Regions from separate parts of the Mus musculus genome. Here regions 1, 3 and 4 are each linked to region 2. The links are chromatin contacts, called in public Hi-C and HiChIP or PLAC-seq maps. All regions are on one chromosome and are shown on one strand. Each heading gives the region's core, a stretch centred on a gene start, on an enhancer-like site or on the middle of the called end of the contact. The rest is flanking DNA. Distances are from core to core; before and after follow the strand shown. Region 1 overlaps Gm33474 (a long non-coding RNA gene). Region 2 overlaps Tgfbr3 (transforming growth factor, beta receptor III). Region 3 overlaps Gm42146 (a long non-coding RNA gene). Region 4 overlaps Gm33371 (a long non-coding RNA gene).

Region 1 (3,236 bases), core at 188-2,687, 180 kb after region 2:
CAACAAGGCCACACCTGCAAATAGTGCCACTCCCTGAGTCAAGCATATTCAAACCATAACATCCTGTTCTTCCTTGTGCCTCTTTTGTTTTTAAATTGCTACAAATATTTTTGCCTACTTTCCTTGGGTATATTTATGCCTCATAAAGGGTATAGTTACACCTTGTAAATATTTCTTTTCTTCTCTTCCACCCCCCCCCCCACCTCCTTTCTTCTCTCCCTCCATGTCTTCCTTAACTTTTCTTTTAAGTTGCCTGGGCCAGAAATCACCTCCATCACAGAGCCTTTTATTTTCACTTAGCATTGATGCATCCTTTGTCTATTGTTTCTGGCATTGATCATCAACCTCACAGTGACATCCTGTCTTACATTTCTGACTGACTTCTGAACATCAGCTTCCTTGACTCAATGAATAATTTGTCTTTCCGATATATCCAATTTTAACTTTTTTCTAGACATTTATAATAAAACATATTAAAATGCAAGTCAAAGTATCACATTAGTTCGTACAAATTTCTTCTAATCTATAGAAGTGATCTGCAAGCATCCATGTTAATTTTATGGTACTTTATGACATGAAGCACCTAGAAAATCAACTTAAAGGGAAGAAGTTTATCTTGTCTCATCCTTCCGAGGTCTCAGCTTGTCATAGTGAAGAGTGAAACATCTCATGGGTGTCAGCTAGAAAGCAAGGAGAGCGAGCCAGAAACCAGGATTAACCTCAAAGGCATGGCCCCAGGGGCCTACTGTCTCTAGCTAGGTCCCACCTACTGAAGTTTATACCACCTCCCAGACAGTCCACAGCTGAGGAGAGGACCAAGTGTGCAAACAGTGAACCTGTAGAGGACACTTCACACCAAAACCACAATAGCATTATTTCTGAATGCACCAAACTACACAAATGCAGCCAGATCCAAGTCAAGTGCTTTGCAGTGGACCATCCTACCCATCTTTCACTTAGGTCCATGCTTGTTTTGTGTGTGCCAAAGAAGAGGTGACATGATGTGGGAGTTGGGCTCATTACGATTTACCTGAAAACACTGAAAATGAAAGCCCATGAGTTGGACTGAGTAGTAGAACTTGTGTGAGCCATACACTTAAAAACAGACAACAGAGTCTGGGAAGAATGGGTAGCCTGTGGTTTGCAACCAGTCAGTAAGAAGATCGATGGGCAATGGCAGCTGGACCAAAAACCCAGAATTTTACCTTCAGGTAAAATTTGTCTAGCTGATCCAGATTCCCTTTTCTGCCTGTTGTTTTAAGATCCTCCATAATTTTCTCCCCTCTCCCAGCCTGGTCAACTCCGTCAGCAGTGTGCCATGCTCTGGCATCGCCTATCACTCTCCCCTAACGCTGTGCTCAGTACGCCAAGGCCTCCCCCTGCCCACTCCCTATTCTGTCTCCGCTCTCCCCATTTCATTTTGTATCTATTTAGAGCACCTTTGACAGGCTAATCTTTCTAAAACACTTTTGCTGTGTCACAGCCAAGAATTCTGCCTAAGGACCTGTTGTCACTTTAGAAATGTGGAGTCGCTTTACATAGTAACAGTCTATAAATAAGTCCGCTTGTTAGGCAAAGCAGCAAGTTTTTAATCTGAGGGCAAGTCCAGCACAGCACAATGTGTACGCGGAGTGATGGACAGAAATAAGAAATCAGGGCCACTGGCCTCTGCCACCTGCCAGCCTCTGAGCCGCGCTGTTTGGTTGGCTTAGGCCGGCAGCATTGTTTCTGCCTGACCTCTGAAAGCTTTGATGGTTTCCTTCACCTCTCAGAATGGTGCCTTTGAGGATATATCACTCTCTCCTCTGTTGTTGTGGAGATCCTCCAACAATTTGTTTCTACCATCTCACAGCATGACCTTCTAAACCCTCCTAAACCCTTCTACACTCCAGCAAGTTGTTCTTGCTTTGTCCTAAATGATGCTGGATATTGCTGCATCTGAGCTCTGGTTCCCAGCTCATCTGTGTCCCAGAGGACAGTCAGTGGGCCACCTTGGGCTGCTGTGGAGGAACTCCACACACCTACAGCTGTCAAGACTTAGCAACGTGTCACACATGTGTCTCTTACTTTGAAAAAAGGCTAAACCATAGTTTAGTTCCATGACTGAATGGTGAGTTAGCTTTGCACACAGGCTGCCTAGATTCAGTCAGTCAGCAAACTTTGTGTATGAGCAAACTGTTTGAAGTTGCTGCTACGTGACTGATATTATCTGTACATCCCTGGCAGTTCTTGTGCAGACTTATGTGTGGTACTGGAGAGATGTTCTCTATTCTTTTTACTGCACCTTCTTAAATCCTCAGGACCAAGGAAACTAACCTCTGAGTAGTCAGTAAACCCCACCTCAGAAAAAGCCACATTTTCTTTCAGCAGTTAATGCAATCTCTGTGATTACAAAGGAAGCTGCACCAGAGAGGTTCTGCACCTGACCGTGTGCCTTAAGAAGGTAGTTATGGGGTTGAGTGTGGTAGTGCATGCCTTTAATCCCAGCACTCAGGAGACAGAGGCAGGTGGATCTCTGTGAGTTTGAGGCCAGCCTGGTTTACAGAGTGAGTCCAGGACAGCCAGAGCTGTTACACAGAGAAACCCTGTCTCAAAAACACAAACCTGAAACCAAACACAACAACAACAACCGATGACCACGAGAAGGCAGTTGTGGTAGTTTGAATAAGAATGGCTCCCATAGGCTCCTATATTTGAATGCTTTACCATGGGGAGTGGCACCATTTGAAAGGATTATAAGGATTAAGATGTGTGGCCTTGTTGGAGGAAGTGTGTCACTAGAGGTAGGCTTTTGAGGTAGCAGACGCCCATGTCAGTCCCACAGTCTCTCAGCTACTGTTCCAGTGCCTGTCTCCCTGCCACCATGATAATGAAGTAAACCTCTGAAAATGCAAGCAAGCTCCCAATTAAACGCTTTCTTTCATAAGAGTCACCTTGGTCATGGTGCCTCTCCATAGCAACAAAACGGTGACTATAACACTAGTCTTGGCAGGGGCTGAGACACATGGCAGCCAATAAGTCTAAACTATGGAAGCAGACTAAGGAGTTTAAATTGCATCCGTGTGTAGTGAAAACTTTGGTTTCTTTAAAAACTCAATTATGTTCTTGTTTTAATCCCAGGTGTGGGATATGGGGCTGCCTCAGTTTGTCCACAACCATTAACTATGATTATCTCATGCTCTAGGAGGGGCGTAATCTTTGCCAGCTGCAGATAGTTTAATTCTGGGGACCCTGGA
Region 2 (3,184 bases), core at 192-2,691:
AGAGGTAGATGGCCGCTCTTGTTCTACCACTCTCTACATTGTATATTTAGACAGGCCTGTCCAGTGAGCCCAGAGCTTTCAGGTTGGGTTAGTCTAGCTAGACAGCTTGCTTCAGGGATGTTCTGCCTTGGACCTTTGAGTGGGATTACAGGTAGGCTGCCACACACCCATCTGGCACTTGTGTGGGTGCCGTGGCTCCAAATTCTGGCTCTTGCACAGCACATGTTTTACCCACCTTGGCCTTAGTGATTCAACCTCTATAGTAGTTTTTCTTAGAAAGCCTGTTTCTAGAGGACAGGAGCTGCATTCTGCGAGTAGGAGGCTAACAACTCCTGACTTTTACAGGTGGACATTCCCAGGGCACTTGGACAGGCTGCAGGTGCTGTGCCTATCACACACTCGTGCGCATTCACAGGCCTAGCAGATCCTTTGAACAAAGTTGCCTTGGGAAGGTGGAAAGAGTAATAGTGGCTTCTTGCCTGTAAGCCTTGGGGTTCCAGGCCAGTTTTTCCTGCTGGGTAGAAAGAATGGTGAGCTTCCTGCTGTGGGCTGGGAGGATGGGTTCTGCCTCACCCGGGACAGGGAAGGGCATATGGCATGCATGTATAGTGAGGGCACGGCCACTCCAGGGTGTGGTTGAGGAGCTCTTTATTGTAGACATGAGGGAGACTACACTCAGGAGCATCTGGAAAGGTCCAGATCAGGGAAGAGAGTAGTCCACTGAACATGGCCAGCAGAGACAGCCATGAGAGGAGAGAAAGGCAGAGAGCGAGAGAAGAAGAGATGACCGAGAGAGGACCAAGAGAGAGGGTGTCAAGAGAGAAGGGCCCAAGATAGAGAGGAGCCCAAGAGAGAAGGAACCAGGAGAGAGGGTCCCAAGAAAGAGGGGATCAAGAGAGATGGAGGGCCAAGAGATGACCAAGAGGGGGCCAAGAGATTTCCTTGCTGAAATAGCAGGATTATCTAGGAATCAGAAGCTGGGGAAGGGAAGTCTATGAAATGGAGGAGTTTAGGGTGGGGTGGGGTGAGAAGTGCTCACAGGTACTGAGTGAGCCTGGGCGCCCACATGTGCTTTGGTATGCTAACGGGCACTACAGTTAGCCATTTGTCCTAAGTTTCTTTTGGACCTGACAATACACAGTGTCTCTGGCCCAGGGCCAGTTTCACCTCTCCAAGATCTCTTCTGTCCTGGGGACTGCTCAAATCCCAGAGAGGAAGTTTCCTCTCTTCTCATGCCCTTTACTCTTCCTGAGCCTCCAGGACAAGACCTGTCAGAGGGGCAAAATCCTGTTTGCCTGTCACAGCCGCTCTGCAGCCCTCAGGGTCGGCTCCTGGATGAAGTAGGAGATCCTGTTGATCACTGTGCACAGATGCAGAGAAACAGACCTTAGGGCCCAAGGAAAGCTCAGAGTGACCTCTGCTATTAGGCAGCTGCGCCCGACACCAGTCGCTGTGGTAACTGGGCTCTGTTTACAAAAATGAATAAGCACTTCAAGCCTAGGGCATCCACACCATGGACAGCCTGCCAGATTGCCAAGGCTAAACCAAAACAAAGACAAACCAAACAAAAGTAGCCTGGAAGTATTCTGTCCCCCATGGGGGGCATACACAAGGCCCCAGAATGCTGGCATCCTTCGTCACTGGACAGAACATCCCAGGGTGAGCTTATCTTGGTTATGTCAGAGAAAGACAGAGGCCAAGACTGGGGCCCCTGTGTGGTGCTGCATGGGCCTAGCTTCTCGGCAGTGAGTTTAGATGCAAGTAGTTGTTAGTACTACAGATTCAAATTCTTGAAATTGTCTTTTAAATTATGTCTTTAAAGAATATTTATTTTAGAGTGTGTGTGTGTGTGTGTGTGTGTGCGTGCGCCTCTCTGGGGGCATCTGATTTTCTGATTTTCTGGAGCTGGAGTTACAGCCGGTTGTGAGCCATCTGACATGGATGATGGGGACTAAACTGAACTCTGGTCCTCTGAAAGAAGAGCAAGTGTGCTCTTAACCTCTCCAGCGCCTGGTTATGTCCTTTGGTAAACTATGGAGCTGCATTTGAGTCTGCAGCTGTGTTAGGAACAGCTGGGTTTGGGGGTTATCCTCCCTGAGTTCTTCTTTTTATGAGGAACAATGGTCTGTTGCTTGCAAAGAACTGGTTGTTTGGCTTTCCCTTATAGAAAGGCTACTGACATCTATGAGTCTACTGTGAAGCTTGGCGCTTCTTCTGGCCTGTGCTCTGGGTGTTTCTGCATTCTCAGGTTTCCTGATTCCATAGCCGTTGCCTTTCAGTCTGGTGTGTCTCTCTGCATTTGCTATACCCATGAAGTCATGAAGGCCCTCAGCTGCTCACCCTGCTCTGTAGACATCAAGAAGTTGAGGGAGAAAAGAGGAGAGAGCCTGGAGGTGGGGTGTGCCGTCAGCTGCAATGACACTGATGGGAACTGGCTTTAACCAGAGCTCCTTCTCAGAACAATTCAGGTCCACCTTTGCCCCCTCAGCCCTTCATTTCCCAACAGGCTGTGAGCCCTGGGGCCCAGCCAGCTGTTGTGGGACCAGAGCACTGTCTCGAAGGTATCTCGCCCTTCAGGCCAATGCAGTTCCTGTGGCAGTTGCTATTGTTTGCTCCTGATAGTTCATCGTGTGGTCTCCTGTCGATCAACTGAACCAGATCAGCTTTAGTTTTCCTTTAACCAACGATTTCAGTTAAAGCCTAACCTCAAACATCCTGCTGATTTCCATGATCACAGCCCCAGGCCTGCACACAAGGCCGTGAATTCAGCGCCAAAGCCCTTATGGCAGATTCTCTTTCCTTCAGCTCGCTAATGAGGCCAAAATACTGATGGAGAGGTGGGGAGGTCAGTTGGTCATATTTGGGGATTCATCATGCGGGGTGAGACTTGGTGCTGGCAAATCTAGTAATTTATGTATTTAGTCTCTGTGTATGTGCATACACACGCATGCATGTTCATGTGTGTGTGGCTGCACTACTCTGTGTGTACACATGCTGGGAGAGGGCAGAGGATAACCTGAGCCTTATGTCTCAGACACTTTGTACTTTTTGTCTGTGACAGGGTCTCTCATTGACCTGGGACTTCACCAACTAGATCAGGCCAGCTGGCCAGCAAGTCCCACATATTTCTATCCCATCTTACCAATGATGGGATTTCAAGTGCTCTTTCTCCACCATGCCTGGT
Region 3 (2,974 bases), core at 136-2,635, 150 kb after region 2:
AGGCGAGAGGGGGGAGGGGCACTCTTTGCAGCCATGGACTTGCGGATTCTTAGTCTCTTAGCTCCTAGACTCAGAGGAGAAAACAAGAGTTTTCCAAATCTCTCAGCCCAGTGTGCAGAGCCTCCACCAGTTCCCCCACCTGCTCCCCCCTCCCCCACAGCGGGTGGTCTCCTTGCCAGGTCTGAAGGGATTATCTGGGATCAATATTTGAAATAGTTGATTTTTTTTTTCTAACTGGAGTTAAGTTTATAGGCTTTTTTTATTTAACCACCAAACACCAGAAATAAAAACCTGGAAGGGAGCCAACTTGACTCTGAGCCAGGGCCCTCCCTAGCAGAGGAGCGGTCCTCAGTCCCAGTTGCTTTCCCTAGCTGTTGACAATTCCTTTCAAAGGCTGAACAATCCCTTCACTTCTCAAATTCTTCGTGGGAGTAGGGCAGCCCGGAGTGATTCCTAGAGATCCTGTCTTCCCAGGTTGGCCCCTGATACCGGAAGCTTCTGGGGGGGGCCTGGGCCCCCACGTGACGGGGGGGGGGCACGTGACCGGGGGCCCCAGCTCTGGTACTTTCCAAGGGGGATTTTCAATTGCTGGCTCTGCAAATGTTAAGGCCTCAGTGGTGGGTCAGGGGTTGGGGTGCAAGACTCAGAACATCTGAGGTTCAGTCCCTGAAAAGTGGGTGGGGAGGGGGTTTCATCAGACTAATCCTTAAGAACTAGACTTCGGGGTTCAGGGAGGGTTTGTCTCCTAACACCCAGGTATGGAGTACCAATTATGTATCATGCACTCTCCTAAGCTCCAGTGAACAAGACAACAACCCCTACCCCCACACCACCCCCTTGTCCGAGACACACACACACACACACACACACACACACACACACACACAAAGCTGTGGAATTCACAGTGAGAAAGACAGACATGGAACAAATAATTCTATAACCAAATTTCAATAGTGACAAGTGTAAAAATTTTGTTTAGTTTAGTAGGAACAGTTCCATGGCTTTGTGTATAAGTTCCTTCCTTTGAGAGACTCAAAGAACCATCAAGGGAGGCTTGGTGGTGTCTCTTTCTCTTGCCTCCTACGCTTAGGAATGGATGGGTCATCCTGAGAAAACAGACAGCCCTGACAAGGGTAAGTTGCAAGGACAGGGCTGGAGGGAGGCTGGGCAAACGGGAGTGCCCTCCTCCTTGCCCTGGAAGCAGCTGGATTCAGCTGTGACAGCAACACCCCAGTTGGCTCTAAGCACTGTGGAGCTGGTCCCAGGAACAGCCTTTGCCTCATGTTGGCCTTGGATGTGACTTCTTAGTGAGCTCTCGTTGACCAGCACATTTAGCTCCTCCTCTGTCTCCTACTCTTTCATGCTCAGGACTCATGTTCCAGATGGGCTCAGCTGGCAAGCATTTGAGACATGTCTCAGCATCTTGTGATGTGTTCCTGAACCCCTGGGCCTTGTGTGCAGTGAGTCATTGGCTCTGACTGACTCCTGATTCATGCTGGCCCATGGGTCCTTGGCCCATAAACCAAAGCCCAACAAGACCTGCAGGGGACCCCTGACCGTTGGCTCAGCTTTCTACTACTCTCTTTTAGCCTTTTTCTCTACACTGATTCTTCTTCAATCCTTTCGATGAGGGAAGGGTTTCTAAGCACCAGTCCTGAATCAGGACTCTTTCTTGAAGCTCCAGTTGCTCTCTAACTTCTGCTGTAGCTAAGCTGCAAGACTGGGTGCAGTTGGGAACCCTGTCAAGGCAGGGCTATTGCTGTTACATCCAAAGGGAAGGATTTCTTTCTAGAAACTCGGATGGTCAGAATAACCAGCTCAAGCAGTAGGAGAGGAACTTCTAGGATTCTGGTTGAGAGCGAGGACCAGGTCGGCACCCTACCCAGCTAAGCAGTAAGTTTCCTGTGCCTCAGATCTATCATCTATAAAATATAAGCACCAAACTCAGAAAATTATGAAGATAGAATGAGTTAAAATCCTGGGATAGTGTTAGCAGTATTGCTGCTTCTCTGGCTTTTGTAGGTCCTCAGCCCCATTCTACAGGACGACTTTCTGCAACTTGAGGTTGATCATATGGATTTTATGACATCTCCTCTTCCTGCTTCTTCTTAGCACTCTACAATAGCATTCTTCCTTTTAAATGTTTCATTTTATTTTATTGGTGAGCATGTGTGCACGTGTGCATTCATGTAGAGGTCAAAAGACAGCTCCCAGGGGGCTTCTCTCCTTCCACCATGTGGGTCCTGGTGATCACTCGAATCACCAGGTTTGGTGACAAGGGCCCTCCCCACTGAGCCAACTTACAGGCCTCAAACAATGGCCTCTCTTCTTCCAGCAGACCAACAGCAATGAGCTGGGCAAACAGCAGACTGACTCTGGTGTTTTGGTTCTATTCATCCAGGTTTGGATTGGAGCTCAGTCCATTCACAGCTTGGACCTCAGCTCACCTCACCTTACAGGAAGCTATTCATAGTGGCTCCAAGTTGAAGTGGCCATGAGGAAGGCATTTCCCTTCATCCAGAGCCAGTTCCTGTAGCAAGCCCTCAGCTGCCAACATTGCCAGAAGCCGAGAACTGAGAACTTCAATAAATATTAAATACGCCTACCAAAATGGGATTGGACGGAAAGGCCCAGAAGCCAGGGCCACGAGGGGACAGCCTACAGCTAATGACAGAAAGCTGAGCCACCACATACCTTGAAGCCAGGCTTACTGTATGGTGGATGTTGACCAGTTTTTAGACCCACAGACACCATGTATGGCAAGTACTGTGGGGACGGCCCCTGAGAGCGGAAGAACAGCATTGCCCACAGAGGGCAATTCCTTGTTCCGAATAGTCTGACTCCAGCCTCTTACCTACACCACTCATATAACTGAAGTTATGTGGCTCTGAGAGCCGAGTCAGAGAACAAGAGAACATTCTAGGAGGACAAGCTAGAACAAGCGAAAAGGCTCCAGGGCTTCAGTCAGGACTCT
Region 4 (2,947 bases), core at 52-2,551, 200 kb after region 2:
TAAGGGGAAGAGCTAAAACTAGACATTTCTCTGAAAAAATTTTCCTTTTTAGTATTTTTAACTACAATTTAAGTTTAACGTCTACCAGAGTCAATGGTGTGCACATTCTTGTGCAACAGATTTCCATGTATTTATTTATTTATTGACAGTGCTGGGGGTTAAATTCAGGATGTATACATGCTGGGCCTGTGCTCCACCACTGAGCTCTACCTCCAGTTCTAGAAATTTCTGAACTGTTGTTAGCTTAGAGTGCTTTCTAGAGCACCGCTTTGCCTGTGGCAAAAGTCAGGAGAGACTTGTGACAGTGGATGTTTCTCTCAAAGTGCTTTCTCTCTCTCTTTCTCTTGCTCTCTCTCTCTCTCTCTCTCTCTGTGTGTTTGTGTGTGTGTGTATGGGGTGTGTGTGTGTTTGTGTGTGTGTATGGGTATGTGTATATGGGTGTCTGTGTGTGTATGTGTATATGTGTGTGTGTGTATGGATGGATGTCTCTGTGTATGTATGTGTATGTGTGTGTGTGTGTATGGATGGATGTCTCTGTGTATGTATGTGTGTGTGTGTGTGGGTGTGTGTCTGTCTGTTTATGTGTGTGCATATGAGTGTGTGCATGAGTGTGTTTATATGGCTGTCTCTGTGTATGTGTGTGTATGTGTGTGTGTTTGAGTGTGTGTGTGTGTGTGTGTGTGTGTGTGTGTGTGTGTATGTGTGTAGGGCATCAGATTTCCCAAGGCTGCAGTTACAGGCAGTTGTGTGTTCCCTGACATGGGTGCTAAGAACCTGACTCAGGTCCTTTGCAAGAACTAACAGCTGAGTGATCTCTCCAACTACATAGCGGATGCTGTACTCCACTCTTGGCATGGGCTTAGTGTTGTTCCCATTTAATCCTTCGGGATCTATGAGTGGGGATGTTTATTTTTCTTACTTTTAATCAGGTAAGGGATAGAACACTGAAAACAACTAGTAAATTCAGGAGCCACGTTCCCGGCATGGGGAGCTGGATCTGGACTTCCCAGGAGCAACTGAGAAGTGAGGATACGAGGGAATCTGCCGAGGACAAGAAAACTCTCTTCAGGTCGTTGCTGAGGAGTGAAGCTGAAACTGAGCGTGTCCGAACTCTTCACACAGCAACCACAAAGCTCAGGCTCAAGAAGGCGAATCTGAGTTACAAAAACATCCCCTGGAGAAACTCCTACGACCTTTGAGGACGCTTTGGATTCTGTCGGACCACGTCCATCGCTGTCTTTGACCACGTGTGCCCTGGAGGCCACCGGCTGGAAATGCCTGATCCGGCCGAGGTCTAGAAGACACCTCACCAACTACGCCTCTGTGTGAGTGAAATCCCAGCAAGCAGTGGATTAGGCACATTGGGGAGGAACACACCCTCTCTGCTTCTATTTTCAGAAAATTAATGAACGATTTCAGTTATGGCAAAACAGCCCTGTAGAGCAAGGGTCAGTTTGCTCTTTTAATCAAGAAGCTTTGCCAAATATTTACTAAAATAGGGCAGAGTCCTTGTAAAAGTATAAATAGTTTTGTTTCTTATTTAAAATAAAAAGGTCCCTAGCACCTTATATGGTCTGCTCCTTTGATAGCACTCAAGTGTTTCTATAGCAGGATTTCCATTGTGGCCTCTGTTAAGAGAAAAAAAGAGAAAGAAAGAAACAAAATCATAGCATAAGGTCTGAGAAAAGTGATGCTTTGTGCTTAAAAGAAGAAAAAGGAAGAAAGAAAGAAAACTGCAGACTAGGCTGAGGAGTAACGTCATCTCTGGAGGACAGAGCCTGTGACTGCTCATACGGACACAGAAGCCATGGGCAGGGCTCAGTTAGGTGGTCCTGCAGTTGGCTCCTTCCTGATAGAACCTTAACTATTCTGTTGTCCCTCTCTCCTCAGTGTGACTCAGGGCTCCTTGTTCAGCTTCTCTAGTCACAGGAGTCTTAGGAATAGTCATGTGACCTGACCGAGCAGTGTTAAGTGAGAGCTCTGAGGAGCCTGGAAGAGACTTTCCTGTTCCTAAGGAGAAGGAAGAAGGCGCAGATGACTCTTTCCTTGATGGTCACGTGGGGCCGTAGCCACAGTGGGGTCTCCACCATCTTGCTTTCTGGAGAGAAAGAAGATTGGGCAAGGTGACTGTGGAACTCACCTGACTTTGCCTTTCTTACTCTGTGAAATGATAACTTTCCTTCACTCAGTTTGAGAAGGTTACTCCAGCTGCCAGCAGCCTTCAAACTGGCTTGATGCAGCTCCCACGCCCACATGAAGACTTGCCATCTGTCCTTCTATTACTCCACCCTGGAAACCTCGCCCATCATTTTGCCAGAAAGGCTTCCGAGAGGATGAAGTTTCCTTAAACACTACAACAAAAAGCTAACACGGGCCGATAGGTCTACACAGTGACTCTCTAAGGGTCATGGCCTACTTTATAGCCATTGCGCAAAGCAGAAGGACCAGAGTGACTCCTGAAACCCTCTCTGTGGTAAAGATATGCTGTATCCGTAGCACGCGTGTTTCTGGGTCCACCCACACTTGCTCACGTATACCACTTGTGACCAGTAAGACAGCTGGTGAGGGCCAGGGTTGCTGGTGCAAAGCTAAGATAATGGACCTTACCAGCTTAATCATGAGGGAAACCTCTGAGGAACACCTCAGAAACAAGTTACAGATACCATGTCTGCTTGCCACTCCCAATCCCCAAACGGGGATCTTAAGTTTCAGAAAGAGCTCCTTTGCCTCAAGAGAAGAGGGCAAAGTTTGGAGTCTCCTAAGTATAACATGTTAATATTCGTGCTGTGCTTTTCCAGTGTTAACTTGATCTTAGGTTGCCCCTTGGCAGTGAGAGTCAGCCAACGTGACAAATAGCAGATATACCTTTTACGTTAGAATTTACTGTTTCTCCTTTATTGAATGTCTTTATGTAAAATATGCTAGAACCAGTACAAGAAATCAGGAA

Evidence for each region. Hi-C and Micro-C count contacts between places; a contact is called where the count stands out from the background. HiChIP or PLAC-seq counts read pairs in DNA pulled down with a chosen protein or histone mark.
Region 1: a contact with region 2 is called in an H3K27ac HiChIP or PLAC-seq map of heart atrium, with 8 read pairs. The contact joins two enhancer-like sites. A contact is called at or near these places in 1 of 484 Hi-C or Micro-C datasets (nephron progenitors) and 1 of 115 datasets of contacts at active chromatin or transcription factors (heart atrium).
Region 3: an H3K27ac HiChIP or PLAC-seq map of heart atrium shows a contact between it and region 2, with 8 read pairs. The contact joins two enhancer-like sites. A contact is called at or near these places in 1 of 484 Hi-C or Micro-C datasets (nephron progenitors) and 2 of 115 datasets of contacts at active chromatin or transcription factors (extraembryonic endoderm stem cells and heart atrium).
Region 4: a Hi-C map of uterus shows a contact between it and region 2, with 2.1 times the contacts expected there. The contact joins two enhancer-like sites. A contact is called at or near these places in 1 of 15 datasets of contacts at CTCF or cohesin (the NIH/3T3 cell line), 1 of 484 Hi-C or Micro-C datasets (uterus) and 3 of 115 datasets of contacts at active chromatin or transcription factors (differentiating embryonic stem cells, fetal liver and heart atrium).

What each region holds. Positions count from the first base shown.
Region 1 is chr5:107,060,807-107,064,042 of GRCm38.p6, reverse strand. All of the region lies in intron 3 of Gm33474 (a long non-coding RNA gene), which reads right to left. Among named protein-coding and RNA genes, the nearest start is that of Gm33474, 14 kb to the right of the region's middle. Within about 2 kb of position 1,437, at least 8 of the 459 cell types and tissues checked have an H3K27ac peak or open chromatin away from gene starts, as enhancers often do. A contact at or near this core is called in heart atrium, where this site is marked.
Region 2 is chr5:107,236,533-107,239,716 of GRCm38.p6, reverse strand. All of the region lies in intron 2 of Tgfbr3 (transforming growth factor, beta receptor III), which reads left to right. Among named protein-coding and RNA genes, the nearest start is that of Tgfbr3, 52 kb to the left of the region's middle. Within about 2 kb of position 1,441, at least 76 of the 459 cell types and tissues checked have an H3K27ac peak or open chromatin away from gene starts, as enhancers often do. A contact at or near this core is called in heart atrium and uterus, where this site is marked.
Region 3 is chr5:107,085,847-107,088,820 of GRCm38.p6, reverse strand. It overlaps Gm42146 (a long non-coding RNA gene), which reads left to right. Exons shown (of 5, transcript XR_880522.2): 5 at 2,402-2,974. Among named protein-coding and RNA genes, the nearest start is that of Gm42146, 7.1 kb to the left of the region's middle. Within about 2 kb of position 1,385, at least 131 of the 459 cell types and tissues checked have an H3K27ac peak or open chromatin away from gene starts, as enhancers often do. A contact at or near this core is called in heart atrium, where this site is marked.
Region 4 is chr5:107,039,140-107,042,086 of GRCm38.p6, reverse strand. Gm33371 (a long non-coding RNA gene) reads left to right here. Exons shown (of 3, transcript XR_389481.4): 3 at 1-376. Among named protein-coding and RNA genes, the nearest start is that of Gm33371, 5.0 kb to the left of the region's middle. Within about 2 kb of position 1,301, at least 13 of the 459 cell types and tissues checked have an H3K27ac peak or open chromatin away from gene starts, as enhancers often do. A contact at or near this core is called in uterus, where this site is marked.